Regions from separate parts of the Oryctolagus cuniculus genome. Here region 1 is linked to region 2. Evidence: chromatin contacts called from public Hi-C data. All regions are on one chromosome and are shown on one strand. Each heading gives the region's core, a stretch centred on a gene start, on an enhancer-like site or on the middle of the called end of the contact. The rest is flanking DNA. Distances are from core to core; before and after follow the strand shown.

Region 1 (6,324 bases), core at 1,806-4,305, 99 kb after region 2:
TAGGCTGACGTCACAGCGATAACCACTCGCCACAGCGCGTCTCGTGGTGCAGGTTCTCTGTAGGGATGGACGAAGTCGCCGAGAGAGGGCTGCTTGTCTGCTGTCCCGTGAGCTCGCACAGGAACCAGGCCCTGCCAGGGAGCGGCTGGGAGATCACTCAGTGGCAGCCCTGTAGTCTCAAGTAGGTAGGGACTGAGATCCTTCTGTGCGACAGGCACCAGGCCAGCCACTAAAGGGACAGCAGACCACATAAACAGCCATGTTTTTGTTTTTGTTTCTGTTTTTAACATGGAGGCTAAGAGACATGCAGAGATAAAGAGAGAGAGTGCCAACAGCCAAGGCTGGGCCAGGCTGGAGCCAGGAGCCTGGAACTCTATCCGGGTCTCCCACAGGGGCGGCAGGGATCCAAGACCTGACCCATCACCATCACCTGCTGCCAGAGTGGCATTAGCAGGACGCTGCAGGCACTCGGACAGGGGTGTGGACGTCCCAAGCAGGGACCTGACCACTGCACCAGGTGCCCGCCGCCCCGAACCAGTCACTTGTCACTCAGCCAAGTCAGTCCCGACTGTTAGGAGCCCCAAATGTACTTGGGAGCCTCCCCGTCCCCCAGAGAAGCCCTCAGGGTAAACACCCTGTGATTTCACAGCTTCTGACTTGTGTAGCAGTGGAACCACAGAGACTGCTCTTCCATTGCTCACCTCCTGTGTAGTTTAATTTGTTCACTCTCACTTTTATGCCGTATTCCATTGGGAGAATTACTGCAGTGTATCTGTCCGTCCTGCTGAGATACTTAGTGGTTGTCTTCAAATCTGGCCATCGTGAGCCAGGCTGCTGCGAACACTCTTGTGTGTGGGTGTTGGGGACACTAAGCACTCGTTTCTGAGGGAACCATAGCTGTGAATCAGATTCCTGGGTCCCAGGGTGATGCAGGTGTGTGTGGCTTCCCAGAGCAACTGGTGCCATTGAGGGAGTAGAAGTGCCCGTTGCTGCCCGGCCGTGCTGGCGTTCGCTCCTGGAACTCGGTTTCATTTTAGCCCTGGTGGATGTGCACGCTGATATCACGTGTCTTTAATTTGCATTTCTCTGATGACTTATGAAATTGGGCGTGTTTTATTTATTGGTTATGTAGCATACTTCGAAAAGTACATGGAAATTGGAATTAAAAGATGTTTTAGTAAAAAAAATTTCTGAAGATTTATTTTTTATTTGAAAGGCAAAGTTACAGAGAGAGAGAGAGAGGCAGATAGAGAGACACAGAGAGAGGTCTTCCACCCACTGGTTCACTCCCCAAATTGCCAAAATGACCAGGGCTGGGCCAGGCTGAAGCCAGGAGCCAGAGCTTCTTTTGAGTCTCCCACGTGGATGCAGGGACCCAAGCGCTTGGGCCATCTTCCGCTGCTTTCCCAGGCCATTAGCAGGGAGCTGGGTCTTAAGTGGAACAGCTGGGACTCGAACTGGCTCCCATATGGGATGCTGGCACCTCAGGCAGTAGCTTAGGCCCTGTGCACCACAACACGCAGCCCCTCACTCTGTCAAGAAAGAAAGGGAGAGAGACAGAAAGAAAAGGAAGAAAGAAATGTTGAAAAAAAAAGTCTTTGTGGGGACTGGCGCTGTGGCGCAGTGGGTTGGTTAACACCCTGGCTTGAAGCGCCAGCATCAAGACCCGGCTGCTCCACTTCCCATTCAGCTCTCTACTATGGCCTGGGAAAGCAGAAGATGGCCCAAGTCCTGGGCCCCTGCACCCACAGGGGAGACCTGGAAGAAGCTCCTGGCTCCTGGCTTCTGATCGGTGCAGCTCCGGCCATTGTGGCCATTGTGAACCATCAGATGGAAGACCTCTCTCTGTCTCTCTGCCTCTCCTCTCTCTGTGTAACTCTGACTTTCAAATAAGTAAATAAATCTTAAAAAAAAAAAAGAAAAAGTCTTCGCTGGGCCCTCCTGAGAGCCAGGCTGTGGGCACCCGGGCACGAAGGAGAAGATTTCCAGGCAGGTGCTAAGTGCGCTCGGCTTTCTTTGGCAGGGCCGCACGGGGAGAGTCTATTCAAAGTGCACACAACACACACATTTGGGGACACAGAGGCTGAGACTCACATTTTTAAAAGGCCGCTCCGTGCTGTGCACTGACAGCTTCCTGGAGGAGTGGGGCTGGTGGCAGAGAACAGGGGGAGGTCAGCTGGCACGGGGGGACACCTTGCACAAGGATGTGGAGGTGGCGACCTGCAGGTGCTGGTGAGAGAGACACCCAGGGAGGCTGAGCACCAGTGAGTGAGTGGGTAGCTAGGAGCCAGGGGCCAGGGAGCTGGAGATGGGGTAAAAATGGCAGAGAGGCCGGCGCCACCGCTCACTAGGCTAATCCTCCACCTTGCGGCGCCGGCACACTGGGTTCTAGTCCCGGTCGGGGCGCCGGATTCTGTCCTGGTTGCCCCTCTTTCAGGCCAGCTCTCTGCTGTGGCCCGGGAAGGCAGTGGAGGATGGCCCAAGTGCTTGGGCCCTGCACCCCATGGGAGACCAGGAGAAGCACCTGGCTCCTGCCTTCGGATCAGCGTGGTGCACCAGCCGCAGCGCGCCGGCCGCAGCAGCCATTGGAGGGTGAACCAACGGCAAAGGAAGACCTTTCTCTCTGTCTCTCTCTCTCACTGTCAACTCTGCCTGTCAAAAATTAAAAAAAAATGGTGCAGAGAGAGTGGGCTGGATTCCGATGGTGAGGGGTGCAGGTGCACGTCTGAGGAGGGTGCCCACCACCCGGCAGAGGAACCAGAGGCGGCTGACTCCTGGGCCCCTGGGAATGTTGGCCTGGCTCCCCTGCAGTGGCAGAAGCCAACACAGTAAGTGCCCAGCCTGCACCTGTGACTGGTGCTAAAACCACATGGCTGCAGGGCACAGGGTGGTGACTTGCAGGCAGGGAGGAGACTGACAGGGGATGTAGAACACAGGGGCAAAGCCTAAGGCTCCAGGTGTGGAAGAAGCAGGCTGGGGAAGGGCAGTAGTTTTTGGAGTGGGGAGGATGGGCAGGCAGAGGTGCTGAAGCCCAGCCCTGTAGCCTGAGCTCAGGGAAGCTAATGGGCTTCTCTCTGCCCACCCAGCCCACCTCCTCCAGGACTCACCCTGCCTCTCCCCGGGGGGCTACATCATCAGCCTCATCTCCCAGCCTTGGAGCTCAGGGCTGGATGCGAACCTGTGGGTTGAGGTCGAGAGGGAGACAAGCCGGAGTTTTCTTGGCCCACTTGCACAAAGGCCCAGAGCTCATGCTAAGCCTCCTCCTGTGCCCAGTTGGAATCACCCCTTGGGCAATAGGCATTTAGCACCCCCTGCTGGCAGCTCTGCTTCCAGCACTCCAATATCTCTGGCAGATGCTCACACAGCAGGCCTAAAATCAGGGCCAGCTCCAGGCTGAGCAGACATGGCATGAGGTCTGGCTGGGATGCGTCTGTGGATACTAGAAGTTTCCTCATTGCTCTCCATCCTTCCCTGCAGCCGAGAGACCCTCTTTAAAAGCGTAGCTGTGGAATACTACTCAGTAGGACTGGTACCCGCGGCCACTTGAATGGATCTGGCGGCACGAAGCGGAGAGGGACAGGATGGCTGGAAGAGCTCCCCCTTGTGTGAGTCCACGTGTATTACAGTCCCCAGGTAAAAATCGCGGCGATGGGAGAAACGCAAGGTTGCGGGGCGGAGCGGGGGGGGGGGGGGGGGGGGGGCCTGCCAGGAGCTTCCTCCGGGTCTCCCATGTGGGTGCAGGGGCCCAAGGACTCATAGGAGATGTTGGTGTTGCAGGTGGCAGTGTAACCCACTGTGCCACTACACTGGGCCCCATTTTTCTAATGTTTGTTTGTTTATCTATTTGAAGGGCAGAGAGACAGGACAGAGTTCTCCTATCTACTGTTCATTCCTCAAATACCTGCAATAGTCGGGTTTGGGCCAGGTCAAAGCCAGGAGCCAGCCTCATGGGTGGCAGGGACCCAGCTGCTTGAGCCACTACTTCCTGTCTCCCAGAATCTGCTTCCGCAAGAAGCTAGCGCTGGGGGCTGAGCTGGGACCTGAACCTGGGCCCTCTGACATGAACCTCGGGAGCGTCCTAACAGCTGTATCAAACACCCTCCCCAGACCATAGAGCTGATTGAGCCGTTCTGTGCCTTGACTGCGGCTGTGCACCTGTGATAAAGTGCAGCTGTGCACCTGTGATAAAGTGCCAGGGAGTTGTGCACAAAGATGACCGAAACATGGGTGCGTGCAGAATGGCAAGATCAGGTGAGGGCCGCAGTCCGGCAGCTGTGGTCAGCGCCTGCCAGTCACTTCCCTGGTTTTGCTAACGCACTGGAGTTATGTAAGATGTCACCCCTGGGGGAAGTGGGTGATGGGCACACGGGACCCCTCTCTACCAATTATTCATTCTGTCCCATGGGCCATAAAGAATGAAGTTCAGGGGCCAGCGCAGTGGCACAGTGCCTATGAGCGGGTTAAGCCTCCACCTGCATCACTGGCATCCTCAAAGGTCCCAGTTCCGAGTCCCAGCTGCTCCACTTCCGATCCAGCTCCCTGCTATGGCGTAGGAAAGCAGTGGAAGATGGCACAAGTCCTTGGGCCCCTGCACCCATGTAGGAGACCTGGAGGAAGCTCCTGGCTTCGGCCTGACCAGCCCTGGCCATTGTGGCCATTTGGGGAGTGAACCAGTGGATGGAAGAGCTCTCTCTGCCGCTCCTTCTTTCTATAACTCTGCCTTTCAAATAAAATAAACAAGAAGGAGAAGGAGGAGGAGGAGGAGGAGGAGGGGAAGGGGAAGGGGAAGGAGAAGGAGGAGAAAGGTCACGGGCAGGTGTCTGGTCTGAGACGCTGGTTAGGACGCCTGCATCCCACATTGGGTGCTTGCATTTGAATCCTGGCTCTGCCTCCTGACTCCAGCTTCCTGCTCATGCACACCCTGCCAGGCGGCCGTGATGGCTCGCGTGATTGGCTCTCCACGTGGGGAGTTACACTGAGTTCCTAGGTCCCAGCTTTGGCCTGGCCGAGCCCTGGCTGCTGCAGGCATTTAGGGAGTGAAGCAACAGATGGGAGATCTCTCTATCTGTCTCTCTCTCTCTCAAATGCTTTTTCAAAAATGAAGTCCACCGTCCCAGCAGGACAAGAAGCCCTGCATGGCCTGGCATCTTCTGCCCGAGTGAGCACCAGTCTGCCATCTCCCGGGCCCTCCCTGGAGGCAGGTGCAGGAGGACGCCTGCCCTCAGGCAGCACAGGGTGTCCCCCGGGCAGGGCTGCTTGTGCTAATCCCAGTGGGTGCCCTCCTGTCCCCGCTGCCCCACCCCATGCCACCACTGGGCTGACGTCATGGAGAGATTGCTCCTAAACTCTACAAGCAGAGGGTCTCAAGCCAGGTCCTGCCCACCAGGCCCCCTGGCTGCACTCCCGGGGTTCCTCCCTGCCCTTTCTGTGCCCGGCTCGCGAGCCTGGCTCTGGGCCGTGCGTGCGGCACGGGTCTCCCTTACTAATCATGGGAACTCTAGAGCTCTCTAGGCAGGTGTGCATAGCTGAAGTTGCCGGCCAAGCACACATAGTTGCCCCAGCTCTCTCTGTAGGAACAAGGCAGGCATGGGCACAGGCCCTGAGAAGCTGACCGGGGGCCAGCACAGAAGGCCCGAGAGCGAGTGAGGCACAGGGCCCGGCAGGTGTTTACTGAGTGTGTGCTCGGGCCAGACCTCTCAGAGCGCGGCAAGGGTTAGCCCGGTCATCTCCGCAGCCGCACGAGGAGGCTGGCACTGCTGTCGCATCCCCATCCTCCAGATGAAGAAGCCAGGACACAGACGAGGAACCAGTGACTGGAATCTTCCCGCAGGGCACTGTGGAGCTTGGGTTTGAATCTGGCCTGGCCAGTTCCAGGCCCAGCACGGAGCCACTGTCACACTGCAGACCGGGCAGTCCACGTGGTCCCCCCCAAGGCTGAGTGGGAAGGTTGTAAGCAGGGTGGGCATAGCATCAGCCTTGGGCCTCAGAGTGAGCCTGGGGCTGGTGGTGGGGCGCAGTGGTTAAGCGGCTGCTTGGGCGCCCTCATCCCAGGTCGGAGCGCTGGTTCGAGTCCCAGCTACTCCGCTTCCTATGCAGCTCCTTGCTGGCGCCCCGGGGAAGAACCTGAGCCCCTGATTGGGTCCCCCAGTCAGATGCAGCTTCCGGGGCAGGTGCCGTCCAGACAAAGCCCAGCGCAGCCCCCACACCCAGTGCACCCTGCAGCGCTCACCACTGAGTCCCCGTGTCCTCACTGGTGACAAAGGACTTCTGAATCGCCTCCTGGGGACAAAAGGGGACGATTCGGGGCCAGTGGTGTGGCGTAGT
Region 2 (6,142 bases), core at 1,191-3,690:
TTTGAGCTCCTGGCCAGGCAGGGAGCAGGGGGCGGAGGATGCATTGCTGAACGCAGTCCCTGCCCCCACATCACGCTCAGGCCTATGGCTGAGGCCCTGGGAGCCTCTCAAATCTCTGTTCCTTGCTGGAATTGCCCCTGTGCTCTGGACCCGAACTCCAGTCACTGCGTGCACGCTTTTCCCTAAGAAGACTTCAGGTTCACCTGCTCATCCCTTGTGGAAAGTGAGCCGTCTCTTCTCTACGGATGCCCTTGGTTCCCAGCCCACTGCGAGGGGTCAGGGCTGCCCCCGCCTGCCCCTGCAGCCTCCATCTGGGCCTCAGATAGACCCTAGCGGGGTTTGTGTGCTGCTCCCTCTGAACCTCGCATCCCCAGGTGGGTGCTCAGCAAACATCCTTGCCAAGAAATGAGTTCCCCGTTTCCTGCCCCAAGCTCACACTGTGCAGGCAGACTCTGGCGCCCCCTGTCTTTATTTGCAGCCTCTCATGCAGTGACACAGGCCCCCCCCCCCCCCCCCCCATTCACCCTTGACTCTGGCAGCCAGATGAGAAGCCGAGCTCGGCTGAGTCTCCCTGTGATGCTGACCTTGGACGCATCCCTGTCCCGTTCCCATTGCCTCTTTCCTCATCTCTCAGAACCAGAGCCAGCAGAGATCTGCGCTGGGGGCCGAGGGTTCAGGGATGGACACAGGTGCTAAGTGCCTCACGCCTGGAAGATGCGGGGGCCCCAGCCCCTGTGATGTTATGGCCACGACAAGGGGCATACACACGTTCACACGGCTGTTGAGGGCAGCACATGGCCTGAACACAGGTGTGGCTGGCTCCACACCAGGTGCTAACCCCTGTGCTCTTACATGTGAGACGGAACCCTCTAAGGGAAAGGCAAGGCCAGCCTCTCGTCTCCCTCAGCCCAAGGTGTCCTTGCCTGTCCTTTACCAGAAGGGATTCACTGAATTAAGGGGGTGGCACAGCTGGCCCTACAAGGTTCGAATCACTGGGTTAAAGAAGTCCTTTGCTTCTCTGATAAGATAAAATCCTGCTGGCCAGTGTGGTCCAGAGGGGTTTGGGTAGGGGAATTCCAGGTGTGGGCTGGGAGATTTCAGGTCTGGGGTGGAAGGCGACTCCCACTTACATGTAACCCCCACACCAACCGAAGCCCACCTGGCCATCAAAATTTCCCTAAAGAACATGGCATCACTCTTTAGTGAGCACCACTGGCCAACCAGGAACTTGAACACGAGCTGACCATGCACCTCTCAGCCCCAACTCCAATCTAGAACCTGCATCCCTGCCTCTTGGGGACCCAGGGAAGTAAGCAGCAGCTGCCGGGCTCCGTGCTCTGCACTGTGCAATAAACACCTTTCTTCCATCACCCCGTGTCAGCGATCGGCTTTCTGCCCGTCCGGCGAGCAGACCCGCAGGTAGGGGTTCTATAGCAACACCTTCAACTAGTTCATTTCTTTAGGTCTCCAGTGGGACCACAGCAACTACATTGCCCTCTCACCAGGGCCCCTCACAGACCCCAGAGCGAGCCTGCTGCCTCACCTCTGCCCTGGGTCATGCCCAGTGATCCAGCCTCTGCCTGCTTTCCTCCCTTGGCATCCAGCTGCCTCGCCCCACGCTCCAACTGCCCGGTTTGCGCAGCTGTTCTTAAGCTCAAAGCCCCTCCGGCAAAATTCAATTCGTGCTGGAAAGCCCAACCCAGCTGTCCCAAGACAGGCTCTCTGGGACAAGCCAGGGTCCGCCCACCCTTCCGACACCGCGGCCGCTCTGAAAGGTGCCCGCTAGGTGCCGCACGGGTGATCTACGTTGCCTGCGTCAGCTCGTTAGCCCTCGGGTTGGGGAACGTGGGGAGGGGCTCTCTGGTTACTGATTCTCCGCACGTTTGTGCGCTGGCCCACGTCCTCCTGGGAGGGAAGAAAGGTCCGTTCCAGGGGGAGTGGAGCTCCGCAGAGCAGTACAAGCCCCCAGGAGCTGGACACACTTGTGTTGGAGACAGCTCCTCTCCGCTCCAGCTCCGCGGGTCCAACAGGGGCAGCGGGCGTGCCGTTGGGATTATCTTGTTTGAGAGTTCACGAGTGGTAGCCTAGGCACAAGCCCTCTGCTCTCTCCCTAGACCGGGGATCCCTTCCGCAAGGCGCTGCTCCTGGGCCGAGGCTGCACCCCGCGGGGCCTGGCTGGGCAGCACTTCCCTCCCTGGGGCTCGGGTTTGTGAGCGGGGGCGGAGCCTTGCTCCCTCACTTTCCCTTTCCCTCCCGCCCCCGCCGATCCCCGGCGCCAAGCCCGCTCCCACCTGTCGCCCCCATGCTGACCGAGGCTCTGTCGGGGAGGCGGGGAGCGGTCAGGTGGCTGCTGCCCCTCCGCCTCCAGTGCGCTGTTTGCCTTAGTGGAGGGCGCTGGAGATGCTGAGGTGCCGGCGCCTGTGATACCCCCCCCCCCCCCCGCCTCTGTGACGTCCCCACAACGACGCCTCCGCCTGCACTGCGCCCCCCGTAGGCTGCAGGGTGGAGGGCGCTGGAGACTCAAAGGGGGCCGGCCCCTGTGACATCCCGCTGCGGAGCAGGGGCTAGTCCTCAGGTCTCCGGGGAGCACCGTGGGTTTGGCCGAGGGAGCCCCCTAGTGAAGGTGGCCCGGCCCGTGGCCACAGTCCCTCTGCGAAGACCTCGGATGGTGGGCGCAGCGCGGCTAAGCCCGGCTCTGCAGGGCGCTTTGTACCCACTCTGGGAGCCGGGGGCCGGGCCCTGTAGCTGCACGCACATACCGGTGCACAGCTTTACGGGGTGCGGAGCCAGGTTACACAAGGCGCCCCACGTGCCCTGGCACCCAGGGTCACCTCTGCTCCGTGCAGGCTCTCAGGAGGCAGCACCAGTTCAACTCCCTGGATGTTAGGCCACAGGGCAGGAGGGGGGTGGAGGACATGTGCTACTACTTACCTGTTTATCCTGCCTGGTCAGGGCCCAGGACTCTAGCTCCTTTTTAAATATATTTTCAACTTCTTTGAAAGACAGAAGAGGGTGTTAGGGGGACAGAGAGGGATATTCCATTTGTTGGTGTGCTCCCCAAATGCCCACAACAGCCAGGCTGGGCCAGGCTGAAGCCAGGAGCCGGGAACTCCCACGTGGGGGGGGGGGGCGGGGGGCAGGAACTCAAGTACTTGAGCTGCTGCCTCCCAGGGTTCACATCAGCAGGAAGCTGGATGGGAAGCAGGCGCTCTGAGAAGGGACACACGTCCCAAGTGGCACCACTCGCCCAGCACCCTGTCCCCTTGCTTACTGTCGGTGGTCCTGAGTGCTCCAAAGCAGGGACAGCACGGGGCACAGGCCTTGGCGCCCGCCTTCCCCTCCTCTCAGCCAGGCAGTGGCTGGCCAGGAACCTCCCTGCTGCCACTGGGTGGGCATCTTGCCCAGCTGGGCTGAATGATGGCCCCCAGGTGGGACTGGGAGCGCCCACCAGGAGTGGCAGGAAAAGCAGCCTCACTCAGACCGAAAGTAGCCCTGGCCCCAAACAAGGGGAAACCTGAAAAGTCCCCATGCAGCAGGCGGCAGGTAGGGTTGGGAGGGGAGTGAGGCAGGGCAGAAGAAACAACCATGGCTAGGAACACATCACCCCAAACTTTATTGCTTGCAAATTCTCTCCACCCCGAACTCCACAGTACCAAGGCTGCAGTTCCTCATGTGCTGGGGGCGGGGCCCCTCCCTGGGAGCTGGCTGGCCCTGGGGGAACAGCTGGACAGAGGCCACCATGGCGAGCGCGGACATGTTTCTCCTGAGGAGTCTCAGTGCCTGCCCCCAACAATTCACAGTTGATTTAATGCTACATGAGTCCTGAGCAGCTCCCCCAGAAGCGTGGCTGGGGCGGTGGGGAAGGGGTGCTCGTGGGAAAATCTGGAAGAGGTTTGAGGAGTCACGTGCCCGAGTGGAGCCGAGGCCCTCTGCCCCACCCCCTTGCCTGCCTGCACCATGCAGGCCCACTGGCTCGCCTCCTGGAGGGCTGCGGGGAAAGTGCTTTGAGCTCATCAGAGTGCAACGTGGAGCTGGCAGTGCCCTGTGACGGGGCAGCGGAGTGTTTCCAGGGGGCCGGCGGGCTGGACGCCGACACTGGCCCGGGGAGCAGCAGCGCTTGTGTCTGCTGCTCCCCATAGCGCCCAGCGTGCCCCACCTGTGGGCTGCTCCTGCCGGGTGGGCCTCTCGTCCTCCTCTTTGCAGGTGAGGGAACAGATGTGTGCCAGCCAGCTGGAGGCAGGGGCAGGAGCGCAGCCCAGCAGCAAAGGCGAATGTGCTTGCGGGCTGAGGACCACTTCACTCTGTCACCTTCTCTGGTCCTTGCCTGGACCGGAGTTCCACCAGGCCCTGTGCTGCAGTGACCTAGCAAGTGTGCTGTGTTCTGGCGTCAGGCACTTTCCTCCTTGACTCACGAAAGGGAGGGGCAGAGAGCCAGGTAGGTGTGAGAGGCCCCACAGCTGGTTCTGGATGCCCTGGCGTGGGCCTGTGGCGCTGCCACCCTCCCGGGGCTTGCTCGTCCCTCCTCCCTAAGGCAGGTGTGCTCTCCCCTGACTACCTGAGCGGCCACCGATCCAAACAGGTCTGACCCACGCTTCTGGAGCAGGGCAGAGAAGACCTCTCTGTCCCTGAGGGCGGAGTCCTCTGTCTCCTGTGGGCACAGTGTTCTCTTGGCTGGGCTGCACAGGACTCGGCGGGGAGTCCTGGGAGGCGTTTGTGAACCTCCCTCTCCCAACGCCTCTGGCTGCTACCAGCCCCTGGTCACAGCACTGAGCCAAGGGATAGCAGATCCCTGGAGACAGCTGAGCCTGTGTCTCCGCACGACACCGAGAAGGAAGGCCACAGGGGCAGGATGGAGCCCGAGGTGGAGGCAGGGCTAGGGCCTGTTCTCCAGCTGGCCGTGCTTGACCCTCCAGCTCCAGGCGAAGCTGCCATCGGGGGCCAGGGTGCACTGCAGGTCGATGCCCGAGTCTGGCACCTCCATGTCATAGCGAACAGGCTGCCCGTCTTTGGTCACCAAGCTGAAGGCTGCGGCTGGGATCTGGGGAGTAGAACAAACCAGTGGGCTGACAGAAGTGCAGGACTGAGAAGCCACCCAGCAGCGCAAAGCTGATGCCCCCAGCCTAGGGGGCAGCTCCAAGGACACTGTTTGCTTTCCTTCTGGAAAGCTCAGGGAATCCCATCTGGCCCAAAGGTCGGTCCTGAGGACCCCAGGCACCACTGTCCCCTTACCTGGCTGCTGATGCCAGTTGCAATGTCTCCCACCTTGACCCGGTGAAACTCTCGGATGTGCAGGTGTTCGCCATTGAGAGACTGTATTTGGACTTTCACACCTGGAAGGTAGGCAAGGTGATGGTCAGGAGTGGCTGCTGGCTCCCCCAGAGCAGAGTTCTGGCAGTAGCTGGGGAACCCTTTGCTACTCTGCCCTGTGTGTGTGTGTGTGTGTGTGTGTGTGTGTGTGTGTGTAGTTAGGTACAGCTGTGATAAAGTGGCAGAGATGAACTCCAGTATTATACACCTGCTAGTTCTTTTTGGCTGTGCACAACTGAATTTGGCCTGCACATTGCTAAGAGCTGAGGCTGGCTTCTATGGGGAAGTAGTTTTCCTACTTGGATTTGAAGCAGAAAGGAAGGGAACACAATTCTTAATTCTTAAATTAGACAGTGGGCAACCCAGATTGTTCCCTGGGTCAAAGCCATGTCCGCCAGGCCATGAGGGCCTGATGCCATGAGTCACACCAGCCGTGGGGACAGACAGGGACCTGTAGTTGATGAAACCCATGTTCTAGCAAAGTCATGACCAAAGCTATGCACCAGAGCCCAACACACCGTGGCTGAGGTCTTGCTTACAATGCCCACGGGCCCTGTTCCTTCCTTCTCCCTTCAGAAGACATTCACTGCTCTGACTCTTGTCTCTAGGCTGGGAGAGACTGCTCCCCTCCCCAGCGAGGTCCTTCAGCGCCCCACCGCCCCTGGGCAGTGAAGGCCTTCGCTCTGAACCTGACTTACTGGCTGGAGACCTGGCATTCTGGACACCAAGTGCCTTCCTCTCCACCCCTCACCCCCAACTCCCGCTGTGCCAGGGGAAGGACTTCAGCCCTTCAAGGATCCCTCAGGCCAGGTAGCCTGGCTGCCAAGCTGATGAG

What was found. Hi-C and Micro-C count contacts between places; a contact is called where the count stands out from the background.
Region 1: a contact with region 2 is called in a Hi-C map of psoas muscle, with 8 times the contacts expected there. The contact joins the enhancer-like site here to the promoter of SPATA32 in region 2. A contact is called at or near these places in 4 of 6 Hi-C or Micro-C datasets (ear pinna, psoas muscle, skin fibroblasts and 1 more).

What each region holds. Positions count from the first base shown.
Region 1 is chr17:18,560,071-18,566,394 of mOryCun1.1, forward strand. It overlaps LOC103351585 (a long non-coding RNA gene), which reads left to right. Exons shown (of 4, transcript XR_007911546.2): 3 at 3,478-3,633; 4 at 5,735-6,324. Among named protein-coding and RNA genes, the nearest start is that of ARHGAP27, 36 kb to the right of the region's middle. Within about 2 kb of position 3,056, at least 1 of the 8 cell types and tissues checked has an H3K27ac peak or open chromatin away from gene starts, as enhancers often do.
Region 2 is chr17:18,461,500-18,467,641 of mOryCun1.1, forward strand. It overlaps SPATA32 (spermatogenesis associated 32), which reads right to left and starts at 2,441. Exons shown (of 5, transcript XM_008271596.4): 1 at 2,292-2,441. The coding sequence starts at 2,304. It overlaps MAP3K14 (mitogen-activated protein kinase kinase kinase 14), which reads right to left. Exons shown (of 16, transcript XM_008271593.4): 15 at 5,230-5,330; 16 at 3,591-5,038. The coding sequence ends at 4,874.